Linked DNA regions of Mus musculus: all the other regions are linked to region 6. The links are chromatin contacts, called in public HiChIP or PLAC-seq and promoter capture Hi-C maps. All regions are on one chromosome and are shown on one strand. Each heading gives the region's core, a stretch centred on a gene start, on an enhancer-like site or on the middle of the called end of the contact. The rest is flanking DNA. Distances are from core to core; before and after follow the strand shown.

Region 1 (3,846 bases), core at 813-3,312, 2.5 Mb before region 6:
CTTATAGAGCTAGCTGTGCATCACGTGTTGGTCTTTTGACTTCTTTGATGATCTTCACTTCGCTGAGAAAAGCACAGCCAAGAACTCTTCCTGGCGTTCCTGCTGGTTGGTCCTTTCTGCTGCCGAGGCTGAGGCCTGGCTGTCTCTGCTAAATAGTACCACCACTGCTGACTCATGTTTGCTATCCCAACTCTATCAAACTGGACTGTTGGTATATCTGTGAAGTGTTTACAAGTGAATCGAGCTGCTGTTGATGACCTGTGAACTGAACTGCAGATTTCCAGACAATGCAGATGGAAGGTTCTCCAAAGAACCTTTCTAAACAGGTCCACTTCTCCTGTATCCTTTCTTTTCCACTACCTCTGGAGGGTGGTGGGCTAGAAGGAAGGCTAAAGCATTTAAGAACCATCATTAAAAATAGGTTTTGAAAAAATTAAAGTTAAACACCACATGATTTAGTCTGAGCTAGCATATGTGATGGTGTGAGACAGTGGTCCTCACCCTTCCTAATGCCATGACCTTTAATAGTTCATCATGATGTGGTGATCCCCCCAACCATAAAATTATTTTCTTGGCTACTGTATAAACTATAATTTTGCTACTACTGTGAATCATAATGTAAATATGTGTTTTCTGATGATCTGATGACACACAGGTCAAGAACCACTGAATTGGACTGTCATTGTCCATTTCAGTATAAAGTGCATTTAGAGTTCACCAGTTACAGATAAGCAGTAGGTGCTGGGCATGTTTCTTCCAAGCGCTGGCTGGTACCGGCCCATAATGAGACTTGGAGTTACCCATGGTTTACTATGTAACTTAAATCATGATAAGGAAAAGAGGAAGCCTCAAATCCCGAGTTATTCCTTAGATAAGGCTTTGTACCCTAAGCCAGGGAGATGGGAAATTTGAGAAAATAGCAGAACTGGCCTGTGAGAAACAAAGAACAGAAATTTCTCCCCCAGGGGGACTTAAAAAAAAAAATCTTGTGCCAAAATTCACAGCCGTTTTTGCCTTTTCTCTAAGGTTCCGTGTCTCTCTGAAGAACTGAATATTTAAAACGCCTTCATTTTTCTCCAGTCGCTTGGAATTTGTTATTATCTTATTTCCAGCTGTGAAGTTGAGCACAGAGGACCAGATACTGGACTGAATTATAAGTTAAGAGTTGTAAAATCACAGTACAGATAGCGTCTTAATAACTCTACCAGAAAGAGCTGATGAGGAGCCAGTGTGTTCTGGCCTCTAACAATGACCAGACTTTGTGCAACTTTAACTAGCCCAGATTTTTACAATGTAGACCAGGCTGGCCTAGAACTCACAGAGATCTGTCTTTCGCTGCCAGCAGAATGAGTGCTGGGATTAAGGGGACTTGTACCAACCACCAAGCCCCACTTGACAGACCACTATCAAAAATTTTGGCTTCCGGGCTGGTGAGATGGCTCAGTGGGTAAGAGCACCCGACTGCTCTTCCAGAGTTCAAATCCCAGCAACCACATGGTGGCTCACAACCATCCATGACGGGATCTGACTCCCTCTTCTGGTGTGTCTGAAGACAGCTACAGTGTACTTACATAAAATAATAAATAAATCTTTAAAAAAAATAAAATAAAATAAAAGGAGCCAGGCAGTGGTGGCGCTCACGCCTTAAAAAAAAAAAAATTTTTTTTTGGCTTCCCTGAATAAAAATCCAGGTCCACGGAATACATCATACCCAAGGTCCTATAACAATTCTAGGTCTGAAGCAAGAAATCACTACACTGGACGTTGAGTTGGTAAATGCACTGTGGACACCAACGACCCAAGACCAATAGGAACTAAGCTTTTGAGATCACCGAAGACTAAAGTACCCAGCAAGAAGCAGGCAGGTCTGGCTTTTATGCAAATCTCTCCCGAGCTGAGCGAAGTCGGGCCCTAGCCAATCAGGGCCTCCAGACAAGCCATCCAATCAGGAGCGCCAGGGAGCGGTGGGAGGCGGGCTCCATCGCAATCCCGCTGTGCATTCCGCTGGGAAGCGGAGAAGGCGCAGCGGGTTCGGCCCCCTTCGCTGTGGCCACTGCGGCCCGTAGCTAAGGGGAGCGCGGCCGAGCTCGAAGCCGCGCCATGGTGAGCGCAGGGCCGAAGTCCCCAGAAGGGGAAGAGCGGCCGGCTGAGCCGCGGGAGCCGGGGTGGTGGGTCCTCCTTGGGACTGGGGGAGGGGTGGGTCCAGCGTCTGGGAAAGTTCGGCTTGGTGCGAAGATTAGAGTTTAAAAGGCGAAGCCGCGAGCTCCCCCCGGACGGATTGCGGCTGGCCAGAGGGAGCCAGGCTGGCCCGGAGAGACGAGGGCAGCACGCTGCAGAGCCCAGAGCACCCGCGTGGGCGGGGTCGCTCGGTGCTGAGCTGGTCTGCCCACAGCTCCTTCGACGGCGCAGGTTTCTCCTAGTGCGGGTTGTGACAGCTTAACGTCGCACTCACTTGTAACCCTGCGTGCGGGCTTCACAGTAAACCCGCAGCTGTTGGAGGAGAGGGGACAGCCTGGGCTGCCCCAGGACAAGGGAGAGAAACGTGGAGCGGGACTAGCGAGTAGACGAAGTGGAGGACCCCTGCCGTGCGCTGCAGCTCTCTCCTTCCCCCTCCCTCTCTCCTACTTAAATCAGCCTTATTTATTGGTGTGTGTCCCCGGTGTGTGTGTAGAGTGAGGAAGGTGTAAGGTCACAGGACAACTTTATGGAATGAGTGCTGTCCTTCCGCGATTAACGGATAGAACTCAGGTTGTCACAGAGCCTAGTATAGTTTATTTTTTCTTTTCTTAAAAAATATTTACTCCTTCCCACCCACAGTCTGGAAGTTAGATGCAACAGCTTTGCATAGCATGCTGGGTAAGTGCTCTATTACTCCTTAGGCCTATCTGCAGCTTTATCCTATCTTAATGATAATTGCTTTTAAGTCAGTTTTGAAGTTGTGAATCATGAATCTCTGCTTTGCTCTTTCCCAGGGCTGTACCCGTATTCTAACATCCTTGCAATTCCATGACTTTCCGCAGCAGTTTTCAGTCTGACCAGGTGTTCACTGGTGTTCCTTAGGTGGTGTGACCCTGAGTGTTTCAAGGCGCTTACCATCAAGTGAACAAGGTTTTCCTTTTAGAACTTAGATTCTTGCTGAGCTGGTTGGGAGTCACCTTTCATCCCAGTATTCTGGAGACAGAAGCAGGTGGATCTCTGTAAGTTCTAGGTCAGCCAGGTCTATGTCGTGAGTTCAGGCAAGTCAGGATTACATAGTGAGAACCTATCTCAAAAGGAAGAAAGAAAAAAACAAAATACTTAGGTTCTTGGTTCCTCCGAATCTCTCTGTGGGTGGCATCTTTTGCTGCCAAGCCCAGAGACCTGGGGTTAATCCTTATAAGCCACTTGGTAGAAGGAGAGAATCGAGAACCACAGAATTTCTTTGAACTCCTGTCCCTTCACCTCATACATGCATCATGGCAATGCATAGCCACACATGCACACAGAAAGGAATGGTTTAAAAAAAAAACTGATTTTTTTTAAAGCAAGCTTTGCAGTTTTAAAACTACAACTTTCTTTTTTTGTAGTATTTTTTATTTTATTTTTTTATTTACATTTCAAATACTATCCCCTTTCCTAGTTTCCCCTCTGAAAATCCCCTATCTGCTCCCCTCTCCCCCTGCTCCCCAATGCACTCCCATTCCTGGCCTAGGCATTCCCCTATACTGGGGTGTAGAGCCTTCAAAGGACCAAGGGTCTCTCCTCCCATTGATGAAAGACTAGGCCATCCTCTGCTATATATATAGCTAGAGCCACAAGTTCCACCATGTGTTTTCTTTGATTGGTGGTATAGTTCCAAGGAGCTCT
Region 2 (4,240 bases), core at 1,721-4,220, 2.9 Mb before region 6:
AACTTCCTCTTGGGTACAAATCTGGCAACATGAGCTGGATATTCAGAGTCCATGTAAAGAAAGGGTCCACACAGTTATCATCCAGTTATTATATCTACATATCTGCATCTGTCTACACATCCATAATCATATCACACAGGCAAACTGCAGAGAAATTTGTTTAAAAAATATAGCCTAAGGCATTAAGGCATCAGACTCCCATTCTCACTAAAGAGGACAATTCTCTTACAAGTAGGACAATCAGCTGCAGACAGAGACAAACTTCCTAATTGGCTATCCAGTGCAATGTGATCAGCCCAGAAACCATAAACACACAGCCAAAAATAAGAAAATACTCAGCAGGTTGTAGTCATATATTAAGAGCTTGCTTATACATAACAAGGAAAATTTTGGGACAAGATGGAAAGAGGACGAGGAAGGGTGTGTGAGATGTAATATATTTTAATCAACCAGTATAAAAGGAAATTTTAAATAAAAAAGTAAGGCTAGAGAGATAGATGCTTCAGCAGTTAAGAGCACTGGGTGTTTTCCGGAGGACACAGGTTCCAGTTCCAGGACACATAAGGTTACTAATAATATGCTATGACTCCAGTTGCTGGGATCGTCTGCCCTCTTCTGGCCTCTGTGGGTTCTGAATAGACTCATGCAGGCAAACACTCATTACTAACATAAAAAAGAAAAATAAATCTTTGTGGATGTCACAGTCTTGAGAGAGACAGCAGCCAGGGTTGGTTAAAATGAACTCTTTCTTATTCTGCATGGCAACAGCCATCGCCTTCCTCTGAGCCAGCCTGCTCAGAGGCGAAAGCAGCCTTCTGAGCATAGAATAGCTCAGTGTAGCTGTTCACTGTAAGTACAGTGTCTACGGTGCCAATAGGTGACTTTTCCTTGATGTTTGCTATATTTGTGCTCTCTCTCATTTGTATGTGTGAAAATTATTGAATTGATACATCTATCTTTAAGAGTATAAAACATAATTAACAGGTATTATTGGCTCCTAAGTAAGATATATTCACAGACTCATTTACTTATGAGGAACCTGCCTGACTCCATTTTGAAGGCAGCAGCCATTATGCTGTATTTTTAAAAAATAGGTTTCCATTTACTGTAAGAGCTGAGCTGCTGCTTTTAATTTTGTTTCCTGGAGCTTGACCTGTCCCAACTCATGACCTTGATTTATTTTTGAGGACGCCTTGAACATTCCTGACCCTTCCTAACCACTCTTGCTAATCACATAATGACCATAGTGTGTGTTTTTGAGATATTTTTTCATATTACTTTACTGCCTCCATGTCTCCCTTCTGTAAACTGGCTTGGCAAATCTTATGATTTTACTCCTTAAAGTGGGTCAAAAATGAAGGGTTTCTCTCTTTAACCTGACTTAGGGGGCAGTTGCTGGCTAGCTCTTGGGTGCATCCCAATAAAATCAAGCTTGGTTCAAATTTGGCTCAAAATTGTGGTAGTGGCCTTATTCTCTCCTGGCTAGATTAACACATGATTTTCATTTATGATCTTGTGGTACAAGATGAACATGCCGGAGACATTTCCTTCCATCTTTTAAGATAATTTTTTTATGTTCCTGCTTGACTTTGAGTTAGAAGGCACATAAACGTCTCTGCTTTTAGATTGCGACCATGTTCAAAAGTGTATTTGTTAAATGAGCATGTTGAGGAATAAGCAGAACTCCACGTGAATGTGTCCAGGCTTCCTAAGAAAAATCCCCATGCTTCCTTTTTTGAGAAACAGCATTGCTTTGGAAATGACTCCCATGCCCATACAGGTAAGAACTTTGGCTCAGCATTTCTGTTTTGTCTGCTGTGATAGCAATTTTTGATAGTCAGACTGAATACATCTGGAATTAACTAAAACCCAATGGGCTGAAAACATGCGAGGGATTTTAATTAAAGCTTTTAAAGTGGAAAGACATTTCAGGATCTTTTGAGGTGACAATATTCACCTTTAATCTGGGCCACACCTTCTGGTAACAGCCTACTTTTGTAAGTTCATTTCTTTACTGGCATTAGAGCCCCTATCTTTAAAATCGTGGGTTATACTGAAGACCGGCTGAGACAACCAGCCTAATGGACTGAACTAGTGAATTCTTCAACTTTTAGTTGGTAGACAGCCCTTCTTGGACTTGCTGGACCACAGCCTGTGAGCCATTCTAATAGATTCCCTTTCTACCTACATAGAGATCTGTTTTATCCCTTCTGTTCATCTAGAGAACCTTCACTAATACACAGCTATGTTCTTTTCACCTTAACTCAGGAACATGCTGGCTAAGAATAGTGTTCATAAAAGGCATGTTTCTATGAACCAATTCATTCTAAGTATTCAAGTTACCATGGAGACTATACTTTTCATTATTACTAATTTGTCAGGAGACAGGCCTGCATTTCATGAGGAAAACTCCTATAGGAGTGGAGTACCATTCAGCCTTCTGGTGGGAGGTATACCTATCATTGTGTTTCTGATCTGGTTCCAGCTTTTCTCTCAGGATATTCTGACGTACCCTTGCCTCCCAGGTTACATGCAGTTGAACTTCACCTAGCCTCAGTGTCAAGCAAAAGAACAAACGTTTTGATTCCTAAAATCTCTCCTTAATTGTTAATATTGTGGCTCCCTTCTACTTGTGGGACACAAAAATCACTCCACTCCACATTGTGAAATGAGATGCACAAGCCAGCCACCCAGTGTCCAGGAGGAAGAAGGAAATGTTGCTGAGTGCAGAAAGGCGGAAGGGTGAATGGTTGGAGGCAGGGGCAAATGCGACTGAAATGCAAATATGTGCATATCCGGGAAAGGTCTGGCCTTGGGGTTGATATCAGCTCTAGCAAACACTGTGCTGTGTCCCTTCTGCATCCTCTAAGCATAAGGGGGAGGTTCTTGTCACTCAAGTCTCATTAGCCAATCAGACCCTTGAGGCGGACCTCCAGTCAGAAGGGGAGGCGGGCTCTTCCGGGGGACTTTCTGCAGGCTGGAATCTGAAGCTTCCTTAGTGCTAGTGGTTCTTTGCCACTACCTGCGGCTTAAGCGCGAGCCTGGGAGAGAAGATATGGTGAGCGAGGGGCGGTTGCCTGGTGAGCAGTGGGCTTGTGAACCTCGGGAGCCCGTGTGGTTGGCCCTCCCTGGGGTCGGATGGGAAGCAGTGGTTAGATGCAGCCTGCTGTGAGATTCTTTGTGGTATTTGCATCTCCCTAGACCCCAGTGGTGGTCTGGGAGCTGCATCTGCGCAGAGCCTTGGGAACAGGGGTAGTGTGTAGAAGTATCCTTGTAGTCAGTTTCACCAGGCTTTTGTTGCATCTGAAGATGGCAGTTTGCCAAACTCAGAGAGTCCCAGTTTCTCTAGCATCTCTAGAATTTCTGTGCTTCATATTTAATATTTAGGAGTACGATCCATTTGGAGTTAGTTTTGGGGAGGTAGTAAATGGCGTTTCATGTGTTCGTTAGCACTCCGCTAATAATCTGTGATGGAGAAGGGTAGAGTTGATGATGGAAAGGATTTACCAATGCTTAGGAGATAATAAGTCACGCAAAGTAGAGTTTAGCTAAGGGTGGGCTGCCTCTAAAGCATCCTAAAGATGATGATAAGTAGTATGCTAACCAGGCTTCTTAGACATGAGGTGATCAGAAACACATGTTCACTCACCAGAATTGTCTCGACATTTGGCCCCAAACTCTAACAAAAGATTTACAACCAGCCACTAACGCAATCCGCATATTAAAAGGCAGTTAGTTGTCTAAAAGCTATTCAAAGAAGTAGTGCACGGTCACAACTAACATCAAGGTCTGGTGTGCTATACAGGTCTAGTTTTTCCCACTAAAAAAGCATAGTTTTGCCCGATGGGTAAGACACAGCTCTTTGAAAAGGAAGGGCACTGTTGTGTTGAGGGCTGGCCTGATCTAGCAAGGTTTTCCCTGAGGCTTTCCTGTGTGGAAAAGGAGCACTGCCCCTTCTCAAACTGAGGAACAAACCTGGTAGATCCAGTAGAAACCTGGATTGACACAGTTAAGTCAGCTCAGAGGTTTGAGACACAGGCCACTCACTGGCTGTAGCTGTGTGTCATGGGTTATACATCTCAACAGCTAACACTGTGCCCAGAGGCAAGGTCAATCGATATCTTATTAATGGCATTCCCTCTACTAAGGAAGGATCTACTCTTTTTCCAGGTCAATAGTGCTAAGATTTTTTTTTCAATTATTTTTACCTTTTAAAAATTTTTTAACTTAATAACATGTA
Region 3 (4,365 bases), core at 85-2,584, 3.0 Mb after region 6:
ACCTGAGGGGAAGCCCCAGCCAACAATGCGGAATTACATCCCTGCTATTGGTGACAACTGTTAAGAACAGCCTCGATTTTGGTCAAGAAGCAAATAAAGCAATCTAAAATAAAATGTGTTAAACCTGTCTTGGCACACAGGGATTACCATGAAATGCTGAGAAAACCAAGTCTTAGATTCACCTGGTATTTTTTTTTAATTGCAAAAATGCTCAAACTTTATTCTCTGTAAATATATGTTTGAATGGTTGCTGCAGCAATAGGTTTCCACTTGTTCGTGTGGATGGGAGGAACTCAAAGGAAAATCTACACTAAGGTTGCTATGCTAAATCTGCCTCCCCCCCCCCCCAAGATTTCCATTTGGAATTTGGCCATGAATTTTGCATGGTTTAAGCATTGCCAAGGAATTAAAAAAGTTCTACAGTCATCATAATTATTCGTCTGAATCTGAATGAAAGAAAACATCCCTGGCTTCCTGGGCTTTGGTACTATCTGAGTAGGGGAAGGTGAGCCACCTGGTCCCAAAGCTGCGGAGACAGCACTCTGGCACCTCCTGCCGGGCTGGAGCAAGAGTACACCTCAGGCATACTGCTTTCTCACAGCAGCTCTGAAAGGGGTGGTTTTCTCATATACTTATTTTAAAGGCAGGGTTTCTTCAGCCTCCCTAGTGCTAGCAGATATGGGGGAGGGCTGATAAGTCTACTTTTTATTTATGTGTCTGTATCCAATTGCTCAGTCATTGCTCCAGTCCGTTTCCTTTTACTTAAAAAAAAAGTGTACTTATGTACAGATACATATATCTTTCTCTCTCTACATCTAACATGTACGTGGCCCATAGAGGCCAGGAGAGGACATTGGGTTCTCTGGAGCAGGAGTCACAGGCAGTTCTGAGCCCCTGACTAGGGTACTGAGAACAGAGACTGGGTCTTCTAAAAGTACAGCAAACGCTATTGACCACCGATCCATCTCTCAAGTCCCACCTTTTTACTTGGGAAAGGGGCTCCCTAAGTCACCCAGGCTGGCCTTGAACTTGCGATCCTCCTGCTTAGACTTTACGAGGAGCGGGGCTGACAGACCTGCGCCACTGGGCTAGGTTTTCTCCGAAGGCCTAAGGTTTAAACGCTCACAAAGCTCCCGAGCCTCTCCGCCATCTTTGCTCGGTTAGCTGCTAGCGCCAAGAACTTTCGCGCCAAAACGTCCAGCCTCACAAAATGGAGACCGGAAAGAGTTGACTCGTGACGTCACCAAGACGCCACAGCCAATCATCTTGGGAACCAGGCCTTGGAGGCGGGACTCAACCGGCGCAGAGCAGTCCAATAGCTATCCGCGGCGCTGAACGAACCAATAGGAGCGCAGAGACCGCGGTGGACAAACGCGGAGGCTGGTTTTTCCCGCGAAAGTCGGCTTCCTCTAGGAGGGCTGAGGTTCGTGTGGCGCGCCGCTGTGAGGTGAGGGAATTGCGGGACCCCGTCTAGGGAAGCTCCCGCCGCCCCGGGGTGCTCAGCTCTCTGTCTCCCTTGACCCAGGTACAGTCATGTCGGGCTTCGACGACCCGGGCATTTTCTACAGCGACAGCTTCGGTGGCGACCCCGGTGCGGAAGAGGGCCAGGCCCGCAAGTCGCAACTGCAGAGGCGATTCAAGGAGTTCCTGAGACAGTACCGAGTGGGCACCGATCGCACGGGCTTCACCTTCAAGTACAGGTGCGACAGTGTCCGTGAACCATTCTTACGGGGGACGCCTTTTCTTGACAGTCCCTCTTCAGGCCTAAATTTAGGATAGAGTGGTCTACAATTAGGTGTCTTTTGAGAGAGGTGGGGGCATTGGTGCCTGTGAGGACCGGGGTGCACAGGCACTGCTGCTGACGGTCCCTCAATGCACCCTTCCTGTCCCTCTGCCCCTTTGTTGACCACTAAAGAGATGAACTCAAGCGGCATTACAACCTGGGTGAATACTGGATCGAGGTGGAGATGGAGGACCTGGCCAGTTTTGACGAGGAACTGGCTGACCACTTGCATAAACAGCCGGCCGAGCACTTACAGCTGGTGAGTAGCACCCATTTCAGAGCCTCCTAAACCCGGGCCCTGCCCCATCATCACCAGCAGCTTATGCCTTTCCTCTTCTTCAGCTTGAGGAAGCTGCCAAGGAGGTGGCAGATGAGGTGACCCGGCCCCGGCCAGCTGGAGATGAGCTGCTCCAAGACATCCAGGTCATGCTCAAGTCAGATGCCAGCCCGTCGAGCATTCGGATTCTGAAGGTAGGAGTTTATTGAATGGCTAGTCAGGGTGGCATGGCCGCTGTGTGGTGCAGAAGGCGTCTGAGACAGGTAGCTTGGAGCACCAGATGTGTGACCCTGACCAAGACATTTGACTTAACTTAGTCTTTATCCTGTGTAAAATTACCTCAATGGGGTTGATGTCTTAAAGGGAAGGCAGAGTTGAGTCTTGCAGAACAACAGTGAGTTCCTATCCATCAGGGAGACTAAAAAAATAGTAAATGCCATCCATAACTGGGAGGCAGAAGTAGAAGCCTGGTGTACATGAGACCCTGTCTCGAAAAGAAAAGAACGTGGGGACAATGTGGCTATTGCTGAGAGGGTAGAGAGTTGAGGAAGAATACTTTAGAGGAAGTGTTGTTGGAGCTGAAATTGATTGATGTGTAGCCAGTCGGGTCAAAACCTTGAAGAGTGTTCCACCAGACTCAGTCTAATGAAGGATTGCAACAGGGAAACCAATGGAAATCATCTCGTAGGTGTCCTCTGGTACAAGTCATTCCTTGATTTAAGCCTGAATCATAATTAAGGCTTAAGCCCTTTAGTTTTGTTTCGTTGTTTTGTTTTTTTCCGAGACAGGGTTTCTCTGTATAGCCCTGGCTGTCCTGGAACTCACTCTGTAGACCAGGCCGGCATTGAATTCAGAAATCCGCCTGCCTCTGCCTCCCGAGTGCTGGGATTAATTGTCCTACATTCTTATCACTGGCATGCTTGTGGCCCTTTCATAGTTTAAGAGTCTTGTGCATGTGTGTGTTCTCTAATCTAGCCCAAGATGCCCCGAGTTGGAGAAATGGTAGGGAGATTGTCTCACCTGTAGACTGGTGAGGCTGGCACAGAAAGCAATGGAATGTGTGAGAATGTTTCACTGTGTATAGTGAAGATAACAGAGACTAAAAAGAAGAGGACTTGTCATCTAGCTTAATGATTAGTAGTAACAGGCCAGCCATTTTGACTTTACTGACTCCTAACAGTATATGTCCCTGAAAGGTGAGGATTTTATTTTGAAGCAGGGTTTCATTACATAGCAGCTCTGGCTGTCCGGAACTTACTATATAGACTGGTCTGGCTTTGAACTCAGATCCACCTGTCTCTGTCTCTAAAGTGATGGTATCAAAGGTGTGCACCACCACGTCTGGCACAAGGAATCATTTTTACAGCATGACTATTAATGAATGGTCTAATGAATACATTCTAAAGAGACACTTTAGCTATCAGACCACTAAACAATTGTGCCCCCTCCCCCCCGAATTTGGGATTTCCTCAGGAATCTCATTCATACCTGGGAAAGAAAAGCCTGAACCACTAGTGGAAACTCTTATCTCTAGAAATGGGTTTTACAGTAGAGAAACAGTGATGGGTCAATGGTGGGTGGGACCACACAGCTTGATCAAGCTGACTTGATAGACATACCCCTGACTCTGTTTAAACTTTGATCTAACTTTAGGATGCCTGAGGATGGGCTCAGGGGATGTGGATAAAGAGTCTACCCAATCTCTTTGCTCTTCTTCCCAGGGTGACCCTCTTGAACACGTCTCCCCCTTCTGCTTTTTACTGTGAATATTTTAATTGGCTACTTGAGGATGAGTGGCTAATCTGGCTTCTTGGTATATAGGTGTGACCCTTTGTTTGGTAACATGATCATAGTAACATCACAATTAACAGTTAGTGTTAGTATCTAGTGAGATGGAGTCGTTAAGATGGTGAACCTGAGGCTGACAGAATGTCCATAGCAGTTGGTGACAAAATTGAGCTAGCACCAGGGCCTCTGTCTTGTGTCAATTCTCTGGAACAGCACAGGAAGCTACTGTCAGGGCTGGAGTTTGGGTCTTCTGGGTTTTGTCGTAAAATATGTTTCATGTTTCCCTTGTCTCCCAGTCCCTTGCCATGCTCTGCAAGGCCCTTGAAAAGTGAGTGCTTGTGTATGAGGCTCCTGAACCTGGTGCCCAGGTTACCTCACATTAGGTGGGTGCTCTGGAAAGTCTGAGCTAAACTATGAGCCATGGATTTGTCACCTCCAGATCTTGCCCGTGTCATTCCTCAGCCCTTCACATAACTCCTCGTTCTCCTTAATCATCAAGTCTTCTTGTGGCTTTGTT
Region 4 (3,833 bases), core at 378-2,877, 2.4 Mb before region 6:
CATGACAGCTTACACCCATATGTAACTACAGCTACAGGAGATCTGATGTCCTCTGCTAGCTTCCGCAGGCACTAGGCATACAAGCGGTGCAAACGAAACACCATACATAGGATACAAAAGGATGCATCTCCCTCCCCTGGCCTCAGAAAGGGATGGACACCAAGCACTAGGATGGCACGGCCTGAAACCAGCCTATCATCTGATACCTGTGTGAGCCAAGGATCTAGTCAGGGACGCAGCTTCAATTCAACTGAGTCCCTGTCAGTTCACCAGGACCAGTCAGTCTGCCTTTCATATCATATAGACCACTACAGCCACTTTCAAACCTGACATCCTCGGGCTTCATTCAAAGCTCTCCCCCTGTGGCTCACTAGTCGTGTGTTCTAACTTCTCTCATCAACTGAAACACTGCTTGCATTTCTCTTCGCCAACTTCTGGGACCCTCTGAACTCTGCTGCAGCCTCTTTAACTTATGCTGGTTGTGTAAACAGCATATGTGGATATAATTATATATTTACCGTGTGATATGAAAAAATATTAATAATTAGGATTTGGAAAAATTGAACCTTGGATAGAATATCTTGGAAATATAAAATATCTTGGAAAAATAGCCTTGGCCAGATTACCACCAGAGGCGTGACACCTTTTTACTTTCTATTCAGTAAATTATGAAATTGTGGAAATACACAAACATATTTGTCTGTTTCTGATATAACATCCTCATGACCAGAAGACACAATCAGAAAAATGTCAGTTCCCAGGTTCAATTACAGATTTAAGATAATTCCCACAAAATGCTAAAAAGTTCTTATCAGGTACATAAAAGACATTGCTGAATTTTATATGTAAAATACTTTTAAAAAAACACACAAAATGGTTAGCACAATGTAGACGAACCCACAACACACTCGTAACATTTCCAATCAAATACACAAGACAACACACTGTTTAGGAAGAATAAACAGATCCACAAAAAAAAATTTTTTTTTAAATTAGGAGACAAGCTGACCTTTGATAAAGTAGTACAATCTTTTCTAGAACTGTTTCTGGGACACCATCCGAAAGAAACTCTTGGACAAAGACTCGGAGAATTTCACAAAATTAACTCACACTTGATGCTAGACCTACGAAGCCCACAACGTCTAGACCACAGCGCAGAGAACACAGCAGTCATAAGTGCGACACCAAAAGCACAAACAGGGCGCCAGCACTGGGCGGTGACGTCACCAACCCGGAAGCTACCCCCTGATTAGGAGGAGTCTTCCGCTCCCCGCGCTCTGCGCAGACATGGCTGGAAAAGCGGAAGTGATTAGAGTCCTCCGAGACAAGCACTGGCCAGTGACGGGGCCCACGTCGCCCAGTGGAACGCACAGGGTGTCCGCTCGGCCGGCCGGTCCCACCGCTCCCCCAACCCCGGGAAGGACCTATCACCCCGGCTCACGCGGCTCAGCCGACCGCTCCTCCCCATCCGGGGACAGCGGCCCCGCGCTCACCATGGCGCGGTTGCTGAGCTCGCCTGCGCTCCCCCTACAGCTCCCGGCAGCGGCGATCACACCGCAGCTCACGGGACCACGCGATGCCTGCTTAAGAACAGAATCTGCAGCATGGCGGCGGATAGGACCCACCTCTCGTCTCGTCTGGTGTTCTTGATTGGACATCTTGCCCCGAAGCTTTGATTGGCTAGAGCTGCACCACAAGTCTGATTGACAGGAGTTCCCTAGATGCAGCTGCGTGGATGACTCAATTCCATTGCTCTAATTGGCTAGCATGCCCTGAATGATGAAGCAGTTCCTTTAGGCGCTCTTGAGTGAGTGGCCTGGCCTGAAGGTTCTGATTGGCTAGCACTGCCCTACGAGGGCCTGAGTGACAGGAACAGCTTCGCTTGGTCCTTGTGAATGAATGTCCTGCCCTCAGGGCCCTGATTGGCTAGTGAAATCTGAATGACAGCTCCCATAAGTGGATGAACTGAAATTAAAAGACGTGGACCACACAGACCTTCCCAACTCTGGCTTTCACCCAAGTTCATGCAAGTCTGCTTCAAGACGATCTGATTGAAGCAGGACTTCCTTGTGCATCCCAGAACTTTCACAGCTTGTCTTCTTGCACTCAGTAGGTACTTAAGGTTCTTCCTCTTGGAAGCCTTGTTTTTGTGCACAGTCTATTACATACACTCCCCAAGGCAGTGATCACTTTGCCTCACAACTAGACCAGGGCCCAACCCAACCCCTATCACATCGAAACAAGACTTGATGTCCTCCGGGTTTCAGGAATTTCAGCAAGTCACGCCAAAGATTGCTCAATTATAACAAGTTGCACCTTTTCTTTTTAAGCAGAGAAGCGAACCCATTCCAAGACCAAGGTGGTGTTGCTTTTCCTGCAATCCCAACAAAGGAGGTGGAAGCCAAAGAACCAGGAATTCGGGATATACTTCCTGAAAAACTTCCAGTATCAATCACAGACTACTCCAGGTCAACAGAAGGTATTGAAAGACTCCGAGAGGAGCCCCTCGCTCAGGCCTCAGGACAATAGCGGACACCCAAGAACTCACGACAGACCGAGCTTGTTGCAAACCACATGAGGCTTTATTCGGGGAAAGCCAGAGCTCTGGGGACGACTCATATCCCACGCAGGGGTAGAGGAGTTGTCCTCGAGGGGAAAGAGGTCCCAGTTTTTATAGGCCCTCAGGGGGGAAAGGAGAAGGGGGAGATTAGGGGATTTCCAGATCTAAACAATGTCTATTCTCAAGAAATGGGTATGGGAGGGGTACAAGGAAAGAGTCTAATGAAGGTGCAGCAATGGGCACACACCTGGTCAGAACTTTGGCAGACACACAGGTTCAAGAAGTGGCCAGAGCATTGTGCACCTCTATTTTTCTAAATCAGTGAAGCTAGTTCTGCTAACACTGACGTCTATCTTGCCAATTTCAGGGCTTCTGTGTCCTTTTACATTCTGCCAGGATCTTTCAGTATTTGAAGGAGCCTTACACATTGAAGATGCCTGTATCCACGAGGCCACAGAAATGACCAAACCACACTAGAATAGTGAAGGAAGACAGGAGATAGCTAATTTTTAAATAAGCAGATAGCTAAGGAGAGTGGCTCTGGATCAAATCAAACTGATTAGGAGTTCATCCACTTGGGATCCAAGGATTTACTCCAGATTCTTGCCCAAGAGAAGCTGCCTCATGGTCCATCCATTTGCCTAGGAATTTCATAAGTTCATTCTTTTTTAATAGCTGAGTAGTACTCCATTGTGTAAATGCACCTACACGGCTAACTTCACACATATACCACACATGCACACATGCACGTTCACTAGCCCCATTCCACTGAGGGTCACTCACAACCCACCTGGTAGGCTTGACTGAGCTAACTCCCTCTTGCCCTCTGTGCTGTAGGCCACTACTAACAAGGCCAGGTAGGATCTGAGAGCCTTCTTCATAGAAACTTCAAAGATTTTATTCTTTAATATCATTTAATATGAACCAATCAGCTAAATGTATGCTGGCTGGTCCATTTCTAGAAGGATAAATGCACTCTTGCAGTTGTGCAGTTTTGCTCCACAATCTATATGTATGAATAAAGTATACTTGGGGGAGGTGGCTGGAAAGATAGTTCCAAAGTTAAGAGCACTGACTGCTCTTCCATAGCATCTGGGTTCAATTTCCAACACCCACATAATGGCTCACAGTAACTCTAGCCCTACAGGATCCAACATCCTCTTCTGACCTCCCTGGAAGAGGCATGCACGGTGCACATACATACATGCAGAAAAACCAATCACATGAAATTCATAAAGGGCCACAGTGCGCCCTCTCTGAACACCACACCCAC
Region 5 (3,816 bases), core at 447-2,946, 2.4 Mb before region 6:
GAGAAAAATGAAGGGAGAAATGTTTAATTGTATTAGAATCTCAAAATAAAATTGTTAAGTATAACACATAAAATACAAGTCTTTTCAAATAGGAAATTCCAAGACCAACAAAAACTCAAGGAAATAATAAGAAAACTTCTTGGGGCTGGGGAGATAGCTCAGCGGGTAAGACCACTAACTGCTCTTCTGAAGATCCTGAGTTCAAATCCCAGCAACCACTGGGATGTGTTCTGGTGAGTCTGAAGACAGCAACAGTGTGCTTATTTATAATAATAAATAAATCTTTTTTAAAAAAATCTTCTTGAATACAAGATTAACACAAGAAGTCCATCTTCCAGTATAATAGCAATGAGCAACTGAATGGTTAGCAATTTCCCCGAGTATGTAGCACCACAGCTCAAAGGAGACACAAAGAGAAGCATATACTAAATTTCACAAAGATCCTTGGATGAAGATAAATTTCTTTTTCAAAAATGAATCAAGCCAGGCACGGTGGCACAGGTCTTTAATTCCAGCACTTGGGAGTCAGAGACGAGGGATCTCTGTGAACTCAAGGCCAGCCTGAGCTACATGGCAAATTCCCATACAGCCAGGAATACATAGAGCAGTCACTCTAAACCTTCCTAACGCTGCGGCCCTTTGATACATTTCCTCATGTTGAGGTGACTCCCAACCAAAAAATTATTTTTGTTGCTATGTTATAATTGTAATGTTGTAACTGAGCAGTATCTCAGTTCCTAAAGCCATTGGGAATTAGTGTTTTCTGATTGTCTTAACCGAAAGGTAAAGAACCACTGACACAGAGAGATCCAGTGTCCAGAAAAAAGAAAAAAAAAATCAAATAAGAATATGCACTGGCCTAGTAAATAGAAGACAACACCAAGATGTTGCTTTCCTCAATTTACACTATAAATTCAAAACACAATCCCAACAAGAATGCTAACATCTTGTGTAACAGCAGAAAGCCGTTCTAAGGTTTATATGTAAAGGGGGAAAAAAAACCCTCAACGTTCCAGACAATTCTAAATAAATAGTACACAAATAAAAGATTTTATCTTTACAAAGAAATTTAATGATCATAATAGTGTACGAATATTTGGAAACTAATTTATCTACAAAACAGTATAAAAAAAGAACCTCACAAAATAGTCAATGTTCTTTTAAAAGAGCAAATTAAACTCAGGAGAGTAATTGTCTTCACAAATACTATCCAACATAGGCATAAATAAGCAAAAACTTAAGAGTTTACAACTCCCACAAAAGTATTTCAAAGTGGACTCTCCACCAATATGTGAAGACAACTCAGGGGAACCGGCAGGACCTTGAGTTCAGCAAACAGCCTCAGGGTACAACACAAAAACCACTTCGTGGCCGTGACGTCACCGACACGGAGGGCGGGGCCTCCCCTGCGGCGCCCTGAGCTCTGCGCAGACGCGGCCGAAGGGCGGAGCGACACAGCCGCAGCGACCTAGTCGCCGCCAACCGCAGCGGGCCTAACGCCGCACAAGCGAAGAGCTACCGATAGCTGCCACTCCTCTCCACCTGGGACAGCGGCCCTGCGCTCACCATGTCGCGGCTTCCGAGCTGCCCGTGCTCCCCTCACAGCGGCGGCCACAGCGCAGCACACGCACCCACGGGGCCTCCCTGAGCCACGGAGTTCAGTCTACAACACGGCGGACAGAGAAAATCCGCCTCCCACTGCCCTACCTCGCTCTTGATTGAGTGGTGTAAGCTTGAAGGCCCTGATTGGCTAGGTCCGCCCAGCGACTGCTGATTGACAGCAGGAGCTGAAGTGATGACCAGGCAGTCTCTGCCCTGGACTGCCTGCCTTTTACTCCAGCATATGGTCAGGAGAATTTACATTGACGCAGAACTTGTTCTTGTTCTTGGAGAGCTGGGCCCTGCTGTCTCAGTGAACTCGGCAAGCACTTCCTAGTCTAACAGGGTACCAGATGGTTCTCGTAAGCAGTCCAGTTACCAACTCAGTGTCTAATACAATGGCCCCTGTGCCTCAGACCTAGGAGGCCAGTCAGACCACTCTGGTTCCAGTTGATACTGAGAGGTTGAGAGCACATGCTGCTCTTCAGAGGACCCAAGTTCAATTTCCAGAACCCACATCGGGTGACTCCAAACTGTCTGCAAATACGGCTGCTTAGAGAACCCAGGACCACCAGTCCAGGGATGGCCCCAGCCACAATGGGCTTTCCCCCCATTAATCTCTAATTTTTAAAAATGACCTCACAGGCTTGCTTACAGCCCAAGCTCATGGAGACATTTTCAATTGAGGCTCCCCACTCTGATGACTCAAGCTTGTGTCAAATTGACATAAAACTAGCCTGCACAAATAAACATACCCAATGCAAACAAACAGACAAAATTAGAGTTGATAAAAAAAAAAACAGGAGCTGGAGAGATCGCTCAGTGATTAAGGGCACTTGCCTGACATAGTTACATTTCTGTTGCTATGATAAAACTTCATGATTGAAGTGACTTATAAAACAGTTTAACCAGGCTTAGAGGTGCAGTGTGTAACAGTCCATGCTGGTATTGTTAAGGCTTGGCCACAGGCTGAGGACTCACACCTTAATCCACTGAGAATGGCACAAGTCTTTTAAAACCTCGAAGACCACCTCCACCACCAAGGCTGCACCCAATTCTTCCCAAACAGTTCCATCACTGGGGACCAAACACTGAAACATGGCCTATGGAAGCCATTCTCATTCAAACCACCTCCTTCCACTCCCTGGCCCCCATAGACCATACTATAATGCAAAATGCATTTGGTTCTCCGTCAAAAGTCCCCATAGACTTTCACAGTCTCAACATTATTTAAAGGTCCAAATATCTTCTAAGGCTCAAGACAATTCTCTCCTTGGCGGATGTCTCATGGCTCTAGGATCTCCACTGAAATCCAGGTTTGAATTCCAAAATGACTCACAATAGCTTCTCAGTACCTTCCATGCAGGGACTACACTGCCATACACTCTCCATAGTTACAGACTTGACTCTAAAGTCAGAACCACACAGACATCATGGCCAAATTCTGCTGCCTTCTTGGGATGGAGCCTGGCCCCACTGAATCACATTTGCAGCCGTTTTCCTTTGTCATGGTTTTGGGGAATAGAAAATTACTTGGGCTTTTCCTTTTTACATGTTAGAAGCTTAGCTGGGTAGGGTCTTGTCCAGAGGCACCTGTGGTAGTTTGAGTGGCAGGCCCCCATATGTTCATATACTTGAATGTTTGGTTCCCAGTTGATGGATTGTTTAGGAAGGATAAGTGTGGCCTCATTAGAGGAAGCATGTTGCTCAGGGTGGGCTTTGGGTTTCAAAAGCCAGCACCTGGCCCAGTCTGTCTGTCTGTCTGACCCAACTCTCTCTCTGGGTGTGGATGTGGGTGTGTCTGCCTGCCAGCCTGCTTGGTGGCTTGAGGTGGAATACAAGCTAACAGCTACTACTCCAGCACCACACCTGCCTGTTACCATGCTTCTTGCCACAATGACCACAGACTCTAACCCTTTGAACTATATATAATGTCTGAATTAAATGCTTTCTTCTATAAGTTGCCATTGTCATGGTTGTCTATTCACAGAAAGAGAACAGCAACCTCTGTTCTATGGACTAATATAACTATTTCCTTACATAGATTAGAACAAGACAATGAGGTCTTTATCCCAATACAAATTAGGTCTTGCCTTGATCTCTTCCCATCCCTGCCCTCTCTTGGTTGTTAGGCAGGGTTTCTCTGTGTAGCTTTAGCTGTCCTGGAACTCACGCTGTAGACCAGGCTGGTCTGGGATTCAGAGATTCACCTGCCTC
Region 6 (3,854 bases), core at 605-3,104:
ACACCCGCCCCACACACACACTCACAAGTGTGCAGACACACATATATAGCTGGTTATCATCGTAATACTTACTGTCCACAGAGATCTGAGTATTGGTGTGAGCATGGAGTCCCTATCAAATTTATTTTAAGAACTGGGGGGTTGGGGGAAGTGGTGAGTGGACGGGTGTTAATCTACAGAAAGGCAACCACCCTCAGTGTTTCCTGCTGAGGAAGGACAGGAAGCTTGGCCTGGAGTACTGGGGGGTGGAGGGGAGTCCTGCTCTAGACCACATACAGCATCAGGGATAGAAGGAGATACAGAGATCCTGTGGAGTTGACACAAGAGTGACCCTAGCAGCTAGGAGGTGTCACATGGCTGAGTGGTTCTCAGAGAGGTTGATGGGATGCCTAAAACAGGAATTGTGGGGGACAGACTCTCAGAACAAACAGCACTAGATTCTGGGGAAGGTTAAAGGACACATTAATTAAAACAGATGCATGCCAGGCGGTGGTGGCACACGCCTTTAATCCCAGCACTTGGGAGGCAGAGGCAGGCGGATTTCCGAGTTCGAGGCCAGCCTGGTCTACAGAGTTCCAGGACAGCCAGGGCTACACAGAGAAACCCTGTCTCAAAAACAAAAACAAAAACAAACAAACAAAAAAACAGATGCCTAACAAATGTGCAAAAGTTAGAGGAGTGAAAATTTGATCTTAGAGGGGAATTGGTCCCTGAGAGTGGGTCTCTTCCAGGACAGACCTGAAAGCCAGGTGTGGGAGCCAGATTGGAGTGGGAGCAGGATGTGGGGCTCTTGAGGGTAAGTTTCTCAGCAGGGGAAAGGGCTTGCACACTGGTCAGAAAGTTTCTGCCTACAAAACTGGGAGTTTCTATAGGCTCCACTTTGCTTAAACAGAGATCACCTGAGAGCTGCATTCAGAAAGTGAGAATGCAAAATCCAATTTGTAGTGTTTCAAACTAAAGCTATGACTTCCTCAAGAGAGTGGGGACTCTTATGAGTCCAAGAATGGCCAGTCCTTAGGTCAAGAGTAAAATCCCTCTGTATTCAGTAATGCACACTTACCGCTCTGTGTATGTGGAGGGAGTATTTTATATTTTATGTGAGGGTGTTTTGCATGCATGCATGCCTATGCTAAGGGGTCATGGAAGCAGAGAATGTTGGCTCCCCTGGAACAGGAGCTGGGAATCAACCTGAGTCCTCTGTACAAGACCTTGTCTATATACACTTTTTACTTTCACAAACTTGTGTCCTCTGAATGAGACCTTCTTTATATAAACCTTTTACTTTCTACATTAATGTGGGCGCATGTGTGAGATTAATGGACTCTGGGCATTAGGCTTGGTGGCAAGCACCTCTACCCATGGAGCCATCTCATCAGCTCATAAAGACTTTGTTCATTTGCAGGGCCTTAAACTCCCAGTCCTTCTGCCTCAGCCTCCCAAACTCCGGGCAATGGACCATTAGGCTGACTCATTATCTTCTGTGTCCCCAGGTGAAAGAGCAGCTGACGTAGTTCCAGAAGAAACTGAAATGCGTGGAGGACGAACTGGACAGGCACTCCGAGGACCTGACAGACTTAAAGAAGACTCTAAAGCAGACGGAGAATAAAGGCTCCCAGGTAAGTGCGCGGCCGCTGGGCCAGGCGGGGCGGGCAGTGAGGGAGGACGAGGAGCCCACAGGGCAAAGGCGGCTAGCTGCACCGACGTCAGCCACCCCCTCCCACCCACCCCCCGCCCGGTGCTGACGTCGCGGCCGGCCCGGGTGACCTCATGGGCCTGACAGCAGGGCCGGGGGGCGGGGAGAGGCGGGGGCGGCCCCGGCGTGGCCAAGGCTGGCGGGCCCGGGCGCGGCCGCCCAGCTGTCGCCGGAGCCCAGCAGAACGATTGAGCTATGGCCGGCCTCAACTCACTGGAGGCAGTGAAGCGCAAGATCCAGGCCCTGCAGCAGCAGGCAGACGACGCAGAGGATCGCGCGCAAGGCCTGCAGCGCGAACTGGATGGCGAGCGCGAGCGGCGCGAGAAAGTGAGAGACCAGGACCCGCGCCGTCCGCGACCCCCGCCCGATCCCACTTTTCGTCCCGCGCGCTTCCGGGCCCGCAGTGCTCCCTGGCGCCCTCTTTTCTTCCCAGCTCCGCATGCTTCTAGCTCCCCCTTCCTCCGTCTCCCCTCCGCCTTGATCATCCATACCCTTGGATCCTGGAGCCCCGTACGCTGGCGGGGCAGGAACTGGGAGGTTGCGGGGGGGACAGTCCTGCGCGGGGCACTCCGGAGTAGTGGGGCAAATACCGCGCTCCCATTGTCTGCGGCTGACCAAGGTGGGGGCGGGGGCGGTGCGCGCTTTTGCTTCTTCGCGCCCGAACTTTCCCGGCACGTCCTTAGGGTGCGGCCGCGACACGTCCGCTGAGGGCGGGGTGGGGACAGGAGAATTTGGACGCTGGCCTGCAGGACACCCACCACCACCACCATCACCCTGTGTCCCCCTAGCCCCAGGTAATATCCACTAGGGGGCCTGCCCGACGCCGGAGCGCCCACTGTATGCGCCTTCCCTGAGAGTTCAGGGACCGGGGTGCATGAATAGTTCGGAAAGAGGAAAGGCCTCCGCGCCTCCTCTTCATCCCTGGGTCAAGCCCGGGGCCAGAGATGGGTCTGGGTTCTAAGCCCAGCTCTGGCACCCACAAAGCGTTCGATTCGTGTCTCCCAAAAGTCTGCTACAGGTGGGTAGAAAGAAAAGACTAGGGAGAGGCATTCCAGACGTTTCCGGGGCAAGGAGAGCCCCTTGCCTGAGTAGTAGGGCGGTGTTTGCTAGCGAAGGAGACTCACAGACAAGGGAAGAAGTGTTGTGTGATTGCCCAGGTCTCCTGAAGCCGTAGTGTGGGAACTCAGGGCGGGGACCCTAGAAACTGAAAGGCTAGGTGGAGTTGGCAGTGCAGGTACCGCCTGGACTCCTCCCAAGACTGCCTGGGCGACAGCCTGGCCTGGGTAGAAGCCTTGAATCCCTCAAGGACCGCTCGGGCTGGAGAAAGCCTCAGAACCGGGCGGAAGCTCTGCACAGTAGCTGTTACGGCTTCTCATACGCCCGTCCCACCCTAGACATCTCCAAAATGGCCTCGAGACTCCAGCCAAGCCAGGAATTTGGCGGCCCAAGGGTGGAGTGCGGGGGATGCCTTTTGGAAAACTCTGAGCTGCTTTAAAAGTTCATGTGGGAAAGCATGCTTCTTTTGGTTGTAGAAAGACATCTCAAGTTGATTCCGGGCCAGAAACACCCAGACTAGAAATGGGGTTGGGGTGTGTGTAGCTGATTTCTGGGCTTGTGTCCCAACAGCTGGTTTCATTTAGATTTTTGTGTGATTAACCGACGTCTTCCTGTTGCTTGGCCACAAGTATCTAGCAAGCCTCTTTTACCTTATAAGGGAAACCCTTTGTAGCCGGTGGAAGGCTTTGATTGCAGGAAGGGGCGGAGCTCAAGATGACTTAGGATGTGTGTGTGTGTGTGTGTGTGTGTGTGTGTGAATGAATGCATGGATGTGAACTAGAGCTCTTTCTGTTTTAAACAGTTGAAAATATGCCAAGATCAAAGTGTGCCTCTTCAGTCTAAGTTCTTTTCCTTTTCTTTGAGACAACTCATGAATGTGGAAACTCAATGTGACTGTGAAAGTGATTACTATGTTGGGTGTGGCCTTGAGCCCCCTGCAGCCCAGGCTACTTAGAGGCTGTGGGGTTGTCATTGAATGGTGGGATACTTGCTTAGTATGCACAAAGTCCTGGGTCCCTTCTGCAGGACTGGGTGAACTGGATGAAGTAGAGCCTGCACTTGAGAGATTAAGGCAGGGCAGTCAGAAATTAGGGCCAGACTATGT

Evidence for each region. Promoter capture Hi-C pulls out the DNA fragments that hold promoters and counts their contacts. HiChIP or PLAC-seq counts read pairs in DNA pulled down with a chosen protein or histone mark. Capture Hi-C pulls out chosen DNA fragments and counts their contacts.
Region 1: a promoter capture Hi-C map of hippocampal neurons shows a contact between it and region 6, with 4 times the contacts expected there. The contact joins the promoter of Zfp964 here to the promoter of Tpm4 in region 6. A contact is called at or near these places in 1 of 39 promoter capture datasets (hippocampal neurons) and 1 of 115 datasets of contacts at active chromatin or transcription factors (thymic regulatory T cells).
Region 2: an H3K27ac HiChIP or PLAC-seq map of thymic regulatory T cells shows a contact between it and region 6, with 13 times the contacts expected there. The contact joins the promoter of D130040H23Rik here to the promoter of Tpm4 in region 6. A contact is called at or near these places in 1 of 39 promoter capture datasets (hippocampal neurons) and 1 of 115 datasets of contacts at active chromatin or transcription factors (thymic regulatory T cells).
Region 3: a contact with region 6 is called in an H3K4me3 HiChIP or PLAC-seq map of embryonic forebrain, with 7 times the contacts expected there. The contact joins the promoter of Mcm5 here to the promoter of Tpm4 in region 6. A contact is called at or near these places in 2 of 115 datasets of contacts at active chromatin or transcription factors (astrocytes and embryonic forebrain).
Region 4: a promoter capture Hi-C map of adipose tissue shows a contact between it and region 6, with 3 times the contacts expected there. The contact joins the promoter of Zfp869 here to the promoter of Tpm4 in region 6. A contact is called at or near these places in 1 of 39 promoter capture datasets (hippocampal neurons), 1 of 484 Hi-C or Micro-C datasets (uterus), 1 of 115 datasets of contacts at active chromatin or transcription factors (thymic regulatory T cells) and 2 of 9 other capture datasets (adipose tissue and liver).
Region 5: a contact with region 6 is called in a promoter capture Hi-C map of hippocampal neurons, with 3 times the contacts expected there. The contact joins the promoter of Zfp963 here to the promoter of Tpm4 in region 6. A contact is called at or near these places in 1 of 39 promoter capture datasets (hippocampal neurons) and 1 of 115 datasets of contacts at active chromatin or transcription factors (double positive thymocytes).

Annotation. Positions count from the first base shown.
Region 1 is chr8:69,652,494-69,656,339 of GRCm38.p6, forward strand. It overlaps Zfp964 (zinc finger protein 964), which reads left to right and starts at 2,063. Exons shown (of 4, transcript NM_001177527.1): 1 at 2,063-2,103. The coding sequence starts at 2,101.
Region 2 is chr8:69,268,134-69,272,373 of GRCm38.p6, forward strand. It overlaps D130040H23Rik (RIKEN cDNA D130040H23 gene), which reads left to right and starts at 2,971. Exons shown (of 5, transcript NM_001384124.1): 1 at 2,971-3,058.
Region 3 is chr8:75,108,175-75,112,539 of GRCm38.p6, forward strand. Mcm5 (minichromosome maintenance complex component 5) reads left to right here and starts at 1,335. Exons shown (of 17, transcript NM_008566.3): 1 at 1,335-1,447; 2 at 1,526-1,700; 3 at 1,916-2,042; 4 at 2,126-2,254. The coding sequence starts at 1,534.
Region 4 is chr8:69,715,275-69,719,107 of GRCm38.p6, forward strand. It overlaps Zfp869 (zinc finger protein 869), which reads right to left and starts at 1,628. Exons shown (of 5, transcript NM_001039965.1): 1 at 1,494-1,628. Gm51532 (a long non-coding RNA gene) reads left to right here and starts at 1,833. Exons shown (of 2, transcript XR_003947396.1): 1 at 1,833-2,479.
Region 5 is chr8:69,748,266-69,752,081 of GRCm38.p6, forward strand. It overlaps Zfp963 (zinc finger protein 963), which reads right to left and starts at 1,697. Exons shown (of 4, transcript NM_001200023.1): 1 at 1,567-1,697. The coding sequence starts at 1,569.
Region 6 is chr8:72,133,434-72,137,287 of GRCm38.p6, forward strand. It overlaps Tpm4 (tropomyosin 4), which reads left to right and starts at 1,855. Exons shown (of 8, transcript NM_001001491.2): 1 at 1,855-2,020. The coding sequence starts at 1,889.